Linked DNA regions of Sus scrofa: region 2 is linked to region 1. Evidence: chromatin contacts called from public Hi-C data. All regions are on one chromosome and are shown on one strand. Each heading gives the region's core, a stretch centred on a gene start, on an enhancer-like site or on the middle of the called end of the contact. The rest is flanking DNA. Distances are from core to core; before and after follow the strand shown.

The links. Hi-C and Micro-C count contacts between places; a contact is called where the count stands out from the background.
Region 2: a Hi-C map of fetal liver shows a contact between it and region 1, with 4 times the contacts expected there. The contact joins the enhancer-like site here to the promoter of LOC110255287 in region 1. A contact is called at or near these places in 6 of 47 Hi-C or Micro-C datasets (blood, fetal heart ventricle, fetal liver and 2 more) and 1 of 2 datasets of contacts at active chromatin or transcription factors (alveolar macrophages).

What each region holds. Positions count from the first base shown.
Region 1 is chr6:56,483,228-56,490,511 of Sscrofa11.1, reverse strand. It overlaps LOC110255287 (cationic amino acid transporter 3-like), which reads right to left and starts at 4,170. Exons shown (of 17, transcript XM_021094915.1): 1 at 4,032-4,170; 2 at 3,670-3,853; 3 at 3,306-3,472; 4 at 2,921-3,029. It also overlaps the pseudogene LOC100620251.
Region 2 is chr6:56,547,460-56,554,743 of Sscrofa11.1, reverse strand. It overlaps LOC100626318 (cationic amino acid transporter 3-like), which reads right to left. Exons shown (of 12, transcript NM_001244165.1): 2 at 3,679-4,075; 3 at 2,964-3,122; 4 at 1,764-1,941; 5 at 1,451-1,563; 6 at 1,063-1,285; 7 at 750-889; 8 at 554-656; 9 at 175-374. The coding sequence starts at 4,051. Among named protein-coding and RNA genes, the nearest start is that of DPRX, 17 kb to the left of the region's middle. Within about 2 kb of position 4,558, at least 4 of the 83 cell types and tissues checked have an H3K27ac peak or open chromatin away from gene starts, as enhancers often do. A contact at or near this core is called in fetal liver, where this site is marked.

The DNA.
Region 1 (7,284 bases), core at 2,921-5,420:
GCAACCCATGGAGGCTGTCACTAAGCTTCAGAGTCACATCTGTAAGTGAGAGAAAGAACCTTGTAAGCTTGAAGTAAGTCCAGGTCCTAAGCGTCCTCCACTTCCTTTGTAGGAGTCTCCTACATGGAGTCGATCCCTTGCAAATATTGGTTGAGCTTTCCCGAGTGACAGAATTGACACCAGGCCATGGTGGAGACCCGGGTTTCTGTCCCCAAGGGGCTGATAACTGTTCGGGATCCAGACAGGAAAGCAGCTCAGGGCAGCTGGCCAAAGCTTTAGAAGAGCGGTGATGACATGCCAGTTTCACGTGTTTGGTGTAAGGCGCTTTCTCTTGGATGTGGTTCCTCAAGGCAAAACCTGGGATGGGTTCTGCCCACATGTGTTTGTTCCTAGTTGTCCCTCAGGCCCTTCTTTCCCCACCCCGATTTCCCATCATCCTGTCTTCCCTCCAATCCAGCTGGGCACTTGGGCATTTAGGGTCCTTTGTTCTGCAAACTGAACCCTCATACCTCAGAGTGTGTCTGTATTTGGAGGCAGGCCCTTAGAGGGGGAATTCAGGACAAGCAGGTCATTGGGATAACCCCTAACCCAATGCACTCAATGTCTCTCTAAGAGGAAATGAGAATGCAGAGAGCATACACAGAGACCGACGGGTGAGAGACACAGCAAAGAAACACACACGATGCCGCCAGACAGTGAATTCCAGATGAACAGGGAAGAGTAACACGTGTCTTTTTAGTACTTAAATTACATGTACCTATTTTATGCATATTAATTACACATAAACATATGAACATATATGTGTACAGGCACACCTTGCTTTACTGGGCTTGGAAGACACTGCATTTCTTTTTTTTTTCTTTTTTTTTTTTTTTTTTTTTTTTTTTTTTGCAAATTGAAGGTTTGAGGCAACCCTGTGTTATCCAAGATGATTGGGGTTTTTCCTTTTTTTTTTTCCTTTTTAGGGCCTCAGACACCTAAGGTCAATTGATCTTCAACAAAGGAGGCAAGAATATAAAACGGGAAAAAGGAGTGCCCACAGACCCACTGTGTATTGTGTCTGCACTATCCCAACACTCAACATCTTGCTCTAGGAATTCCTGTTGTGGCTCAGCGGAGACAGATCCAACTGGAATCCAGGAGAAATGACGGTTCCTCACCTGGCCTCACTCAGTGGGTCAGGGATCTGGCGGTGCGTGAGCTGTGGTGTAGGTCTCAGACATGCCTCGGATCCTGAGTTGCTCTGGCTGTGGCATAGGCCGGCAGTTGTAGCTCCGATTCAACCTCTCCCTGGAAACTTCCATATGCTGCAGATGTGGCCTTAAAAAGCAAATAATAATAATAATAATAATAATAATAATTAATGTTTTTAATTAAAAAGATGGGGAGAAGACAGTCTTTTCAGCAAGTGGTGCTGGGAAAACTAGACAGCTGCATGTAAATCGATGATACTAGAACACACCCTCACACCATGCCCAAAAAGAAACTCAAAATACCTTAAAGACTTCAACCTAAGACAAGGCAACATAAAACTCCTAGAAAACAACCTAGGCAAACATTCTCTGACATCAACCCCACAAATGGTGTCATAGATTGTCTCCCAAGGCAATAGAAATAAACACAAAAATAAGCCAATGGGGTCTAAGAAAACTTATCAGCTTTTGCAAGGCAAAGGAAACCAGGAAAAAAAAATAGACAATGTACAGAATGGGTGAAAAGAGTTGCAAACGATGCCACTAAAGAGGGCTTACTCTCTAAAATAGACAAAAAAGCTCATACACCTCAATAGCAAAAAAGGCAAACAACCCAATTTTAAAAATGGGCAGAAGACCTAAATAGACAGTTCTCCAAAGAAAACATAGGGATTTATTTCCAACAGGCACATGAAAAATGCTCAACTAATCACCAATTATTAGAGGAATGCAAATCAAAACTACAGGGAGGTACCACCTCAAACCGGTCTGAATGGCCATCATTAATAAATCTACAGGAGTTCCCGGCCGGGCTCAGCAGAAACAAATCTGACTAGCATCCATGAAGACGCAGGTTCAATCCCTGGTCTCACGCAGTGAGTTATGGATCCAGTGTTGCTATGAGCTGCCGAGTAGGGGATAGATGTAGTTTGTATCTCACTTTGCTGTGGCTGTGGTATAGTTTGGCAGCTACAGCTCCAATTGCACTGCTACCCTGAGAATATCCATATCCCCCAGGTGCGATCCTTAAGAAAGAAAGAGAGAAAGAGATAGAAAGAAAGAAAGACAGAAAGAACTAACGACAGAAAGAAAGAAAGACAGAAAGAGATAAAGAAAGAAAGAAAGAAAGAAAGAAAGAAAGAAAGAAAGAAAGAAAGAAAGAAAGAAAGAAAGAGAGAAAGAGAGAAAGAAAGAAAGAAAGAAAGAAAGAAAGAAAGAAAGAAAGAAAGGAAGGAAGGAAAAGATAAAGAAGGAAGGAAGGAAAGAAAGAAATGTACAGTTAAAAATTACACAATATGAAAGTGATTTTGTCCTCTGTCAATGAAAACAGGTCTCCAAATGCAACCCACACATACCCCACAGAGGATCACGGTGTTGCTTGAACAAGAAAACAGACACTGTATTGGAGGGAACCACACAGCATCTACTTCCTGTGGTTAAGAGGATTCAGCACTAGAGGTGCTTTCATGCAGAGTCTGAAAGGTGGAGGCTGGAGGCTGTGGATCCCTCTTTTCCTCCAAGCTGTGTTGGATCCCATATGCAAACTATATGGCCAGTCCTAGTAGGGAAATGAGAATAGGAGAAGGAAAAGCAGACCCTCTTCCCACTTACAAATGCCCAGTAGGTCTCCTATTATGGCATCTGACACAGTTTGTGGGGAGAGGTCGTTAGGAACGGGGTTGGGTTCTGTCCCTCAAGAGGCCTCTTCATCCCAGAGGGCCACTCACCCATGGCATTCCAGATGCCACACTGGGCCCAGGTCACAGAGGACATCTGCATCATCAGGTAGACATTCACAAAGATGCTCAGCACTGGGAGCACGGGCAGAGCAGGGACCTGGGGGCAAAGTCAGTGACTCCCTGAACACAGCACCCATATTGAAGAGGGAGGCCCCTCCCCCACGTGGGCAAGGAGACCCCAGTCCTCCTCAGGCTGTGCACTCAGGGCCCACTGAGACTGGGGGTGGGTGGAGGACGCACTGGGTGGGACCAGGGAAGGTCCATGGGTTTGAGCAAGTCCCCCCCTTCCCTGGTCCAGCAAAGGAGGCTTCACCTCAAAGCATGCCGACTTCAGCCACTCAGCCTGGACAGCTGGGCACATAAGGTCACCTACCCTGAAGGGAAGAGGAGAAGGGTTCTGGGGCTGCCTCCAATTGATGGCGGTGATCCCCGCAATGAGCAGCAGCAGCAGCACAGCCCCTGCTGTGAACCCGGGGTCTCCAGAGAACACGCGGCTGGGCCACAGGGCCAGAAGCAGGCTCAGGATGGTCAGCAGGAAAACTGCATGGGTCAAGGGGGAGGACAACAGGCTCAACTCCAGAGGCCAAATGGGCCAAGACCTGGGGTCACCCCTCCCCCACACTGCCCACCCCAGGAAGGGCCATCACATCTGCAAGACTCCTCAGCTGCCAGCCCAGACACTCCATGCCCATCCTGTCCATCTCAGAAGGTGACCAAAGTGAAGTCCCAGTGCTCACCCAGCAGGAAGGTGCCTCCATAGACTATCTGACCAGACTTCAGAGTGGGGGTGAGGTGTCTCGATATAGGGTTTGAGGTTCATGCTTCAGAAACAGTTGTGAAGGATTTAACTGAACTATTGGCTCCATCTCAATTTCCTCCTCTACTTTCTCCTTCTTGCTGAAGCTCTGGTCTGGCTGGTACCTGAATTAGAGGTATAAAGGTAACATGAACAGCTGCCCCTATGCATCCAGCATCAGACAGCCTAGTCCACTGCTTTCCTGACTCAAGCCCAGCAGGACATTTAGGAAGCAGCAGGAGGGGATCATACTGTCAACCTCCATGAGACCAAGACCCCAATCAAGGTGTAGTGGAGTCTCACCTGAGGACCAGGACAGAAAAAGTCACGAGGAAGTAAACAAACAGGGCCCCAACTGACAAGAGTTCCACAAGATGAAAGATCTCGAAAAGCACTGCCAGGATCCCTAGAACGAGGGTTGGGGGAGGGAGTGAGAAGCCACTGGATATATCCAAGCTAAAGAAATTGATCCAAGAAGAACTGGGTTGTGTTTATGGACCTGAAAGAATTGCAGAAACCAGGACGGCCACGAGGGGAGTGCCTCTTCGAGCATAGATTTGGCCAAGTCCCTGGAAAAGGAGCCCATCCTCTGCCATTTCACAAATCAACTGAGACATGGTCAACATGACAAGCAGGAGGCTGGAAAAGACAATAATGGGAACACGTGTGAGGATGCAGGGAAGCAGGACAGCTCCGGTTTCTGCTCCCTGGTCCCACATGGGGTGAGGTGCTTTCCCTCTTGTCCCTCGATCCCAAGAGAGAGGATGCCTGAGCATCTGACGGTACATGGAGAGAAAGCTTTGACACTGACCTGTAAAAAAGAGCACACAGGATGACAACAGCCACAAAGTATCCGGCAGGAGCCCACCCAACATGGTGGAAAGCCTGCGGCAAGGGGCTGTAAGGATGAATCTGGTAGTAGGGCACCATGAGGGTGAGAGCTGCTGAGACACCAGAATAGGCCAAAATGCAGCAGAAGATGACGATTACTAGGCTCCAAGGGATGGAACGCTGAGGGTTGGTGGTTTCTCTCCCTGCAGGATGGTGGGAGCATCAGGTCAGGAAAACACACTGTGAAACCATTCAATATTCTTCCCCCTCCCACCTCCAAAAGCAGCCTCATCAACTGCCAACCCCATTGCTCAAGGGCAGCCCAAATGACCATGTTACCTGTAGTGATAATGGCATTAAGACCAAAGTATGAGTAGAAAGGCATTGCTGCTCCTTGGAGAATCCCTTCAAAGCCAAAGGGCACAAACCCTCCAGAACCCAGAGGGCCCAGGCTGTGGTGAGAGAAGGGATGGGGAAGAGTGTGGGGGAGGCTGTTCAGACATCTCTTGGACTCCTCCGTTAATGCCCCAGGACCTGGGCTCCAGGACCCCATCATCTGGATCCATCAGCCCAGGTCTCTTGCGTTCCCTCGTATTCCCACATCTGCAGCCCCCTCTAAGCAGGACTAGGGGCAAAAGGACCCTCCTAACCTATACTGTCAGAGGATCCAGATGTGGCCAGTTTGTAGTCCTGTTCTGTGAGCTCCCAGTTGTGCCGGTCTCCTTTAATGAAGCCAGAGAGGATCATGAAGCTGAGCAACAAAACATTGAAGCCTATGGACACTTTGGCAACCAGTTCTGTCACCTGAACTCCCAGAATCAGTAGCCCTGTGGGAAAGATGGAAAGTGTGAAACCTCCAAAATTATTAAATCCGCAGAGACAGAAAGTGGATGGGCGGTGGTCAAGGGCTTAGGGTTGGGGACCTGAGGTGGGGTGGGGGATGGACAGTGATGCACAATGGGTACAGGGCTGCCTTTGGGGGAGATGAAAATGTCTGGAAGTAGAGGGAGATGTCGGTTGTGCAACACTGTGACTGTCCTAAGTGCCACAGACTTGTACACTCCAAGAGGGTTCATTTCTTATCATGGCAATCATCTCACAATACATACATCTATCGAATAATCATGCTGTATAACATACTAAGACAATGTGGTATGTGAATGATATCTCAATGAAGCTGAGACAAATAGTACATTAGTTCTTCCTCTGAGAATCTCCTTTTCTTTCAAAGAATATCCTTGTTCTCAATATAGCGGAGGAAACTTGTCATTTTATCAGTGATTCTGAGCTGGGGAGATTTTGTCCCCTGAGGAAGATGTGCCCATATCTGGAGACATTCTGACTGTCACAGTTGGGAGCAAACTCTAGGGACGCTAGTCAACATCCAACAATGATTTCAAAGGAGTTCCCATTATGGTCAGCAGGTGAAGTACCCAGCCTTGCCTCTGGAGGATGCAGGTTGGATCCCTGGCCTCATTCAGCGGGTTCAGGATCCAGTGTTGCCATGAGCTGTGGTGTAGGTCATACATGTGCCTTGGATTCAAATCCTAGCCTCAGGAACTTCCATATGTCCCCCATGCAGCTGTGTTAAAAAAAAAAGAAAGAAAGAAAGAAAGAAAGAAAGAAAGAAAGAAAGAAAGAAAGAAAGAAAGAAAGAAAGAAAGAAAGAAAGAAAGAAAGAAAGAAAGAAAGAAAGAGAGAGAAAAGAAAAATGCAATTTGGGGAGCACAGGACAGCCCCCACCCATGGGCAAACGTCAGTGCTGCAAAGGTCTAAAAGAAAGGTCTAAGCTTTTGCCTTCCTGTCCCGTTTCTCTCCAGTCCTAATCCCCCAACCATCCTGGGACACAAGCCCTTCCCACCCCAGCTCCCCCATTCACAGTCCATGCTTCCCAGCTTAGCTCTGACCCCTTCTGACCAGCCATCAGCAGCACCAGCACCACTGCAACAGTCTGGGTATGAGGCCAAGAACAGGGCATATGCTCAGAGAAAGTTCCCTCTAACATCTGTGAGATGTGGTTCCCGATCAGGCTGTCAAAGGTGTAGCTCCAGGCCCTGGTCAAGTAGGCAGTGGCTGCAGTGGCAGAGGGAAGATTCGTGAAGAGACAGTAACTGAACCCCTACGAACACCCTGGAGTGGATTTGGTGGGGGGTGGGGGGGACCAGACAACATACCCCGTCTCAAAGTTTCTCTTCATGGGCTCAGGGGAGCTGAACCAGGTGACTAAATGTAATATGTTAGGAGGAAATGGAGGTTATGCAAGGAAAGAAAACAGGGGGACTCCCTGTTGTGGCTCAGTGGTTAGCAAAACCAACTAGGAACCTTGAGCTTGCGGGTTGGATCCCTGGCCTCACTCAGTGGGTTAAGGATCCAGGGTTGCCATGAGCTGCGGTATAGATTGCAGACTCAGCTTGGATCCCGCTTTCCTGGTGGCTACAGCTCTGATTTGACCCTTAGTCTCGGAACCTCCATGTGCCGTGGGTCCGGCCCAGGAAAAGGGGAAAAAAAAAAGTAAAGAAATGAAAAAAAGCACAGGAAAGTAGGACCAGCAGGGCTGGGAGATGAGGGCTGAAATCTCCCCTCGACTGGTACAGGGAAATCCCAGGAAGACAACAGCTGAGCAAAGCCTTTCAAATGCTGAGAGGTGAGCCTGTGGGACGTGCCTCCCTCTCACCCACTCCCTACACCTCCCCCCCACTTCTAGGTTTTGGGTCCAGTCATTATA
Region 2 (7,284 bases), core at 3,309-5,808, 64 kb before region 1:
AGCAGGCTCAACTCCAGAGGCCAAATGGGCCAAGACCTCGGGTTACCCCTCCCCACACTGCCCACCCCAGGAAGATGCCATCACATCTGCAAGACTCCTCAGCTGCCAGCACACCCACTCCCTGCCCATCCTGTCCATCTCACAAGATGACCAAAGAGGAGTCCCCAGGCTTACCCAGCAGGAAGGCACATCCATAGACAATCTGGCCAGATTTCAGAGTCGGGGTGGTGCTGATAGGGTTACACAGACTCTTTAGAGGGTTTGAGGTTCCTGCTTCAGGTACAGATGGTGAAGGATTTCCTTCAACTATAGGCTCCATCTCAGTTTCCTCCTCTACTTTCTCCTTCTTGCTGAAGCTCTGGTCTGGCTGGTACCTGAATTAGAGGTATAAAGGTAACATGAACAGCTGCGCCTATTCATCCAGCATCAGACAGCCTAGTCCACTGCTTTCCTGACTCAAGCCCAGCAGGACATTTAGGAAGCAGAATGAGGGGATCATACTGTCAACCTCCATGAGACCAAGACCCCCAGTCAAGGTGTAGTGGAGTCTCACCTGAGGACCAGGACAGAAAAAGCCACTAGGAAGTAAGCAAGCAAGACCCCAACTGACAGGAGTTCCACAAGATGATGGATCTCGAAAAGTACTGCCATGATCCCTAGAACGAGGGTTGGGGGAGGGAGTGAGAAGCCAGTGGATATATCCAAGCTAAAGATTTTGATCCAAGAAGGGCTGGGTTGTGTTTATGGACCTGAAAGAATTGCAGAAACCAGGATGGCCACGATGGGGGTGCCTCTTCGGGCGTAGATTTTGCCAAGTCCCCGGAAAAGGAGCCCATCCTCTGCCATTGCACAAATCAACCGAGACATGGTCAACATGACAACCAGGAGGCTGGAAAAGATAATAATGGGAACACGTGTGAGGATGTAGAGAAGCAGGACAGACCTGCTTTCTGCTCCCTGCTCCCACCTGGGGTGAGGTGTCTTTCCCTCTCGTCCCTCAATCCCAAGAGAGAGGATGCCTGAGCATCTGACGGTACATGGAGAGAAAGCTTTGACACTGACCTGTAAAAAAGAGCACACAGGATGACAACAGCCACGAAGTATCCGGCAGGAGCCCACCCAACATGGTGGAAAGCCTGCGGCAAGGGGTTGTAAGGATGAATCTGGTAGTAGGGCACCATGAGGGTGAGAGCTGCTGAGACACCAGAATAGGCCAAAAAGCAGATGGAGATGAAGATCCCTATGCTCCAAGGGATGGAACGCTGAGGGTTGGGGGTTTCTTTCCCTGCAGGATGGTGGGAGCATCAGGTCAGGAAAACACACAGCTGTGAAATCATTCAATATTCTTCCCCCTCCACCTCCAAAAGCAGCCTCATCAACTGCCAACCCCATTGCTCAAGGGCAGCCCAAACTGGGCAAAGCCGGAAAGGACACATAAAGACCATGTTACCTGTAGTGACAATGGCATTGAGACCAAAGAATGAGTAGAAAGGCACAGCTGCTCCTCGGAGAATCCCTTCAAAGCCAAAGGGCACAAACCCTCCAGAACCCAGAGGGCCCAGGCTGTGGTGAGAGAAGGGATGGGGAAGAGCGTGGGGGAGGCTGTTCAGACATCTCTACTGGACTCCTCCATTAACGCCCCAAGACCTGGGCTCCAGGACCCCATCTTCTGGATCCATCAGCCCAGGTCTCTTCCGTTCCCACCGTATTCCCAGATCTGCAGCCCCTCTAAGCAAGACTAGGGGCAAAAGGACCCTCCTGACCTATAGCTGTCAGAGGATCCAGATGCGGCCAGTTTGTAGTCCTGTTCTGTGAGCTGCCAGTTGTGCAGGTCTCCCTTAATGAAGCCAGAGATGATGATGAAGCTGAGAACCAAAGCATTGATACCTGTGGACACTTTGGTAACACGAGCTGTCACATGAACGCCCAGAATCAGTAGCCCTGTGGGAAAGATGGAAAGTGTGAAACCTCCAAAATAATTAAATCCACAGAGACAGAAAGTGGACTAGCGGTGGTCAAGGGCTTAGGGTTGAGGACCAGAGGTGGGGTGGGGGATGGACAATGATGCTCAGTGGGTACAGGGCTGCCTTTGGGGGAGATGAAAATGTTTGGAAGTAGAGGGAGATGTTGATTGTGCAACACTATGAATGTCCTAAGTGCCACAGAATTGTACACTCCAAGAGGGTTCATTTCTTATCGTGGCAATCATCTCACAATACATACATCTATCGAATAATCATGCTGTATAACATAAACTAAGACAATGTGGTATGTGAATGATATTTCAATAAAGCTGAGACAAATAGTACATTAGTTCCTCCTCTGAGAATCTCCTTTTCTTTAGAAGAATATCCCTGTTCTCAATATAGAGGAGGAAATTTGTCATTTTATCAGTGATTCTGAGCTGGAGTGATTTTGTCCCGTGACGGAGATGTGGCCACATCTGCAGACATTCTGACTGTCATGTGTCATATGAGGGAGCAAAGACCAGGGATGATAGTCAACATCCAACAATGATTTTACAGGAGTTCCCATTATGGATCAGCAGGTTAAGTACCCACTGTTGCCTCTGAGAGTATGCAGGTTAGATCCCTGGCCTCACTCTGTGGGTTCAGGAACCAGTGTTGCCATGAGCTGTGGTGTAGGTCACAGATGTGCCTTGGATTCAGATCCTAGCCTCAGGAACTTCCATATGCCACCAGTACACATGTATTAAAAACAAACAAACAAAAATCAGAAAAAATAAAGGAAAATAGAAAACATGCAATGTGGAGCACAGGACAGCCCCCACCTGTGGGCAAACGTCAGTGCTGCAAAGGTGGAAAACAATAGGCTAAGCTCTGCCTTCCTGACCCTTTCCCTCCAGTCCTAATCCCCCCACCATTTGGGGACCCAAGCCCTTCCCACCCTAGCTCCCACATTCACAGTCCATGCTCCCCAGCTTAGCTCTGACCCCTTCTTACCAGCCATCAGCAGCACCAGGGCCAGCGCAACAAAGTCTGGGTATGGGGCCAGGAACGAGGGCATATGCTCAGAGAACGTTCCCTCTAACACCTGCGAGATGTGGTTCCCAATCAGGCTGTCAAAGGTGTAGCTCCAGGCCCTGGTCAAGTAGGCGGTGGCTGCAATGGCAGAAGGTAGATTCATGAAAGGACAGTAACTGAACCCCTACGAACTCCCTGGAGTGGATTTGGGGGGGAAGAAACAGACAAAATACCCTGTCTCAAATTTTCACTTCATGGGCTCAGAGGAACTGAACCAGGTGACTAAATTAGCTATGTGATATGTTAGGAAGAGATGGAGGTTATGCAAGAAAAGACCACAGGGAAGTAGGACCAGCAGGGCTGGGAGATGAGGGCTGAAATCTCACTTGACTGGTACAGGGAAATCCAGGAAGACAACAGCTGAGCAAAGCCTTTCAAATGCTGAGGGATGGGCCTGTGGGACGTGCCTCCCTCTCACCCACTCCCTACACTTCCCCCTCCTTCTAGGTTTCCAGTGATTTTATGATGACAGGTTAGATCTGAGGAGAATGCAGGTGGAGGGGATTCTGCCACGACGACCTGACTCCCTCTACAAGGTCAATGACAAAGGGCTGATGAACGAGGGAAGACCCCAGTTCTCTCTCCCAGGTCCCTGGTCTTAAGCCCACAGCATGCGCCACTTGCGTCATCTCACCAAGAACAAAATGCAGTATGATGTTCCAGCCAGTGATGAAGGCATGCAGTTGTCCCATTGTCACATAGCTGTAGAGATACACAGAACCACAGCAGGGTACCCGGGCCCCAAACTCAGCAAAGTAGAATCCAGACAACAGGGCAAATAAGCCAGCCACCAAGAAGGAGATAATGATCGCAGGCCCAGTTACATACACAGCCACGGCACCAGCTAGGATGTACACACCAGCCCTCAGGGTTCTGTTCACACCAAAGACCACTAGGTCGAAGCTGTTGAGATGAGGTGTGGGAATCTCAGACTCGTTCCTCGGCTCCAGTGGCCGCCTTCGGACCAGTTTCTCACCAAATTGGCGAACACGCTGACCCAACATCATAGACAGAGTTGAGGAGGCTCCTCCCTGAAGAGAAAACAAGACCCAAAGTCACCAAGAATGTCCATCCACACTTGACCCTGGGAGTCTGACTCCACAAAGCAACGGGGTTATGGGATCAGCAGGTAAAGGGGTACACGGGGCCCGTCCTCCATCTCTGAGCTTTGGTTTCTTCAAATCTAAGGAAGACTTTCCACATGGTTCAAAGTTACTGGAAGGGCTGCTTGCAGAGAAGGGAGGGGAGAGAATTATGTCTCCCCCAAAATGCACCACTTCACACGTGCACTGTTTGGAGCTGAAGGCAATGAAGACACAGCAGACTCAGGAACAGCTCTTGCCTCTCCCTTAACTGCTCAATAACTTAGACAGACGGCCCATGCCAGGAAGAGAGCTGTTTCTGGAGATAACATTTTATCTCAGAAAGACGTCTCTAACTAAATGGGCAAATATCTGCTTTCCAAGCATTTCTCCTCCCAGCTTCCTAGGGACTGTCTCCCTTCCCTGGGAACACCCAGATCCCCACCCACTTCTCCTTAAGCTCAGGGTGTGAGCATATAAGCCTCAGGTGCCTGACTGTCCTTGAGCCTCTGAGTTTCTATGGGCCTCCTGTACCTAACAAACTAAATTTGTCCATCTGCTATGTAAATGTCATGACCAGACCAGCCAAAGAATCTAGAAAGCCAAGATTTCGGCCCCTTCAGGAGCAAATCTTCTAAAACAGTGCCTGGCACACACAGCCACTGCTTAATTGGCCTAAGCTGAGTGGCTAAGAATGATGATTTTAGAACTCACGTCAACCAGATCTGCTGGTTCCAATTCAGCTCTGCTGTGCATCAGCTTGTCTGATTGTGTACAAACTATGTGCCATCTTCGTCCTCCTTTCCACCATAAAACAAGGGATATTGTTGCCATCCTTACGCCCTCCCTTCCTTGTTATGTGCGAAGTACTTTTGGGGGACTGGGTGATGAGAGAACTGAGACTCCACATCTTTCTACACCAAGGTTTCTGAAAACGGACCGCTTTCTGTGTCACTGCTTGCAGAGTGACAGGGAGTTGGAACTGCGAGTTCAGGCAGAATGACATGGGACAGACTCCAGCCCAGCTCAGTCAAGGCATCAATCCACACTGGTCTGTCTCCCAACTGCCTGCAGGAAAGGGTCCCACCTTCACTCTCAATCAGAAGTGACAGGATTCTGTCTCCTAATCTTTGGGGCACACAATGTCTCCCCACTACCCAGCTCTGAGGGCCAGGCTGACCCAGTGAACACAGTCATCTTCAGGAAGCTCCCGCCCACGGAGCCTCCAAAGCCCAAGCTCAGCCCAGTGGTGAAGAGCAAGCTTTCCAAGAGCCAGGAAACGCTGATTCGCATCTTGGCTCCGCCCCCACACCTGTGCCTTTGAACATGTCATGTACTGCTCAGCACCCCCGTTTGCCTCTTTTTCAAATGCTTCTGACCAATCTCGTGCACTGTTAGGATCAATGTTAAAGGAGCAGCTTCTGTGGAGAAAAGACGGGGGTTCCTCCAAAAACTAAAAATGCTTTCCCATATAATCCAACACTCCTCCTCTGGGGATACCCTCCAATAACAGAAAGAGGTCTCAGAGAGCTGTGGACACCCCTGTTCACAGCAGCATTAGTCACCAAAGCTGACACACGGAAGCAGCTCCTGTGTCCATCCATGAACAAAAGGCCAACACAGTGCAGTCTCTACAACAGTGGGATAGGATCAGCAGCCTTCAAAAGACAGCGTTTCTTGTTTTCTTTTTTTTTTTTTTTTTTTTTTTTTTGTCTTTTTCGCTTTTTGGGGCTGCACCGTCAGCAATCGAGGTTCCTGGGCTCGGGGTGGAATCAGAGCTGCAGCCACAAGCCTACACCACAGCCACAGCAACAGGGATCCAAGCCACGTGTGTGGCCTACATCACACCTCATGGCAACACCTGATCCTTAACCCACCAAGCAAAGCCAGGGACTGAACCCAAATCCTCATGGATCCTACTCAGGTTCGTTAACCACTGGGCCATGAAGGGAACACAAAGACAGCAATATCTGACCTGTGCTACCACCTGGAGGAAGCTTGAGGACATTGTGCCAAGTGACAGGAGCCTGGCACCAAAAGACAAATACTGTGTGTTTCCACCGCCATGAAGTACCCAAAGGAGTTAGATCCTTAGAGACACAAAGTCAAACGGAGCTGGGGTGAGGAGACAATGAGAAGCCCTTGTCCAATGGGGACACGGTTTCAGGTTTACAGCATGAAAAGCGTCTGGAGATTGGCTGCTCAGCAAATATGTAAACATACGTCAACTTAGTGACCTGCACACTTAAAACTGCTTAGCATGGGAGGCGGCCTCACCAGCACCTCTGCTAAAACTGGAACATTGCAAAGAAGATTAGCATGGCCCCTACACCAGGATGACACACAAAGTCATGAAGCATTCCATGGTCTTTACCTGAACCCCTTTGCCATATAGCAGAAATGATCAAAACACTGAAAATCAGCCATCATCGGGGGTTCCCGTTGAGGTGCAGTGGAAACGACTCTGACATCCATGAGGATGTGGGCTCCGTCGCCCAGTGGGTTAGGGATCTGGCATTGCTGTGAGCTTGGATCCCACACTGCTGTGGCTATGGTGTAGGCTGGCAGCTGTAGCTCTGATTTGACCCCTAGTGGGGGAACTTCCATATGCGGCGGATGTGGCGCTAAAAAGCAAAAGAAAGAGAGGGAGAGAGGGGGGGAGACGAAAGAAAGAAAGAAAGAAAGAAAGAAAGAAAGAAAGAAAGAAAGAAAGAAAGAAAGAAAGAAAGAAAGAAAGGAAGGAAAGAAAGAAAAGAAAGAAAGAAAGAAAGAAAGAAAGGAAGGAAGGAAGGAAGGAAGAAAGAAAGGAAGAAAGGAAGAAAGAAAGAAAGAAAGAAAGAAAGAAAGAAAGAAAGAAAGAAAGGAAGGAAGGAAAGAAAGAAAAGAAAGAAAGAAAGAAAGAAAGGAAGGAAGGAAGAAAGAAAGAAAGGAAGAAAGGAAGAAAGAAAGAAAGGAAGAAAGGAAGGAAGGAAGGAAAGAAAGAAAGAAAGAAAGAAAGGAGGGAGGGAGGAAGGAAAGAAAGAAAAAGAAAATCAACCATATGTCAATAAAACCTTAAAATTTTTTAAATAGTTAAATGGATTTTGTTGTGTATTTTATTACCATTTTTAAATTTGCTGCCAATAAGAGAGCCAGCTTCACAGAGTTACTGGCTGTAA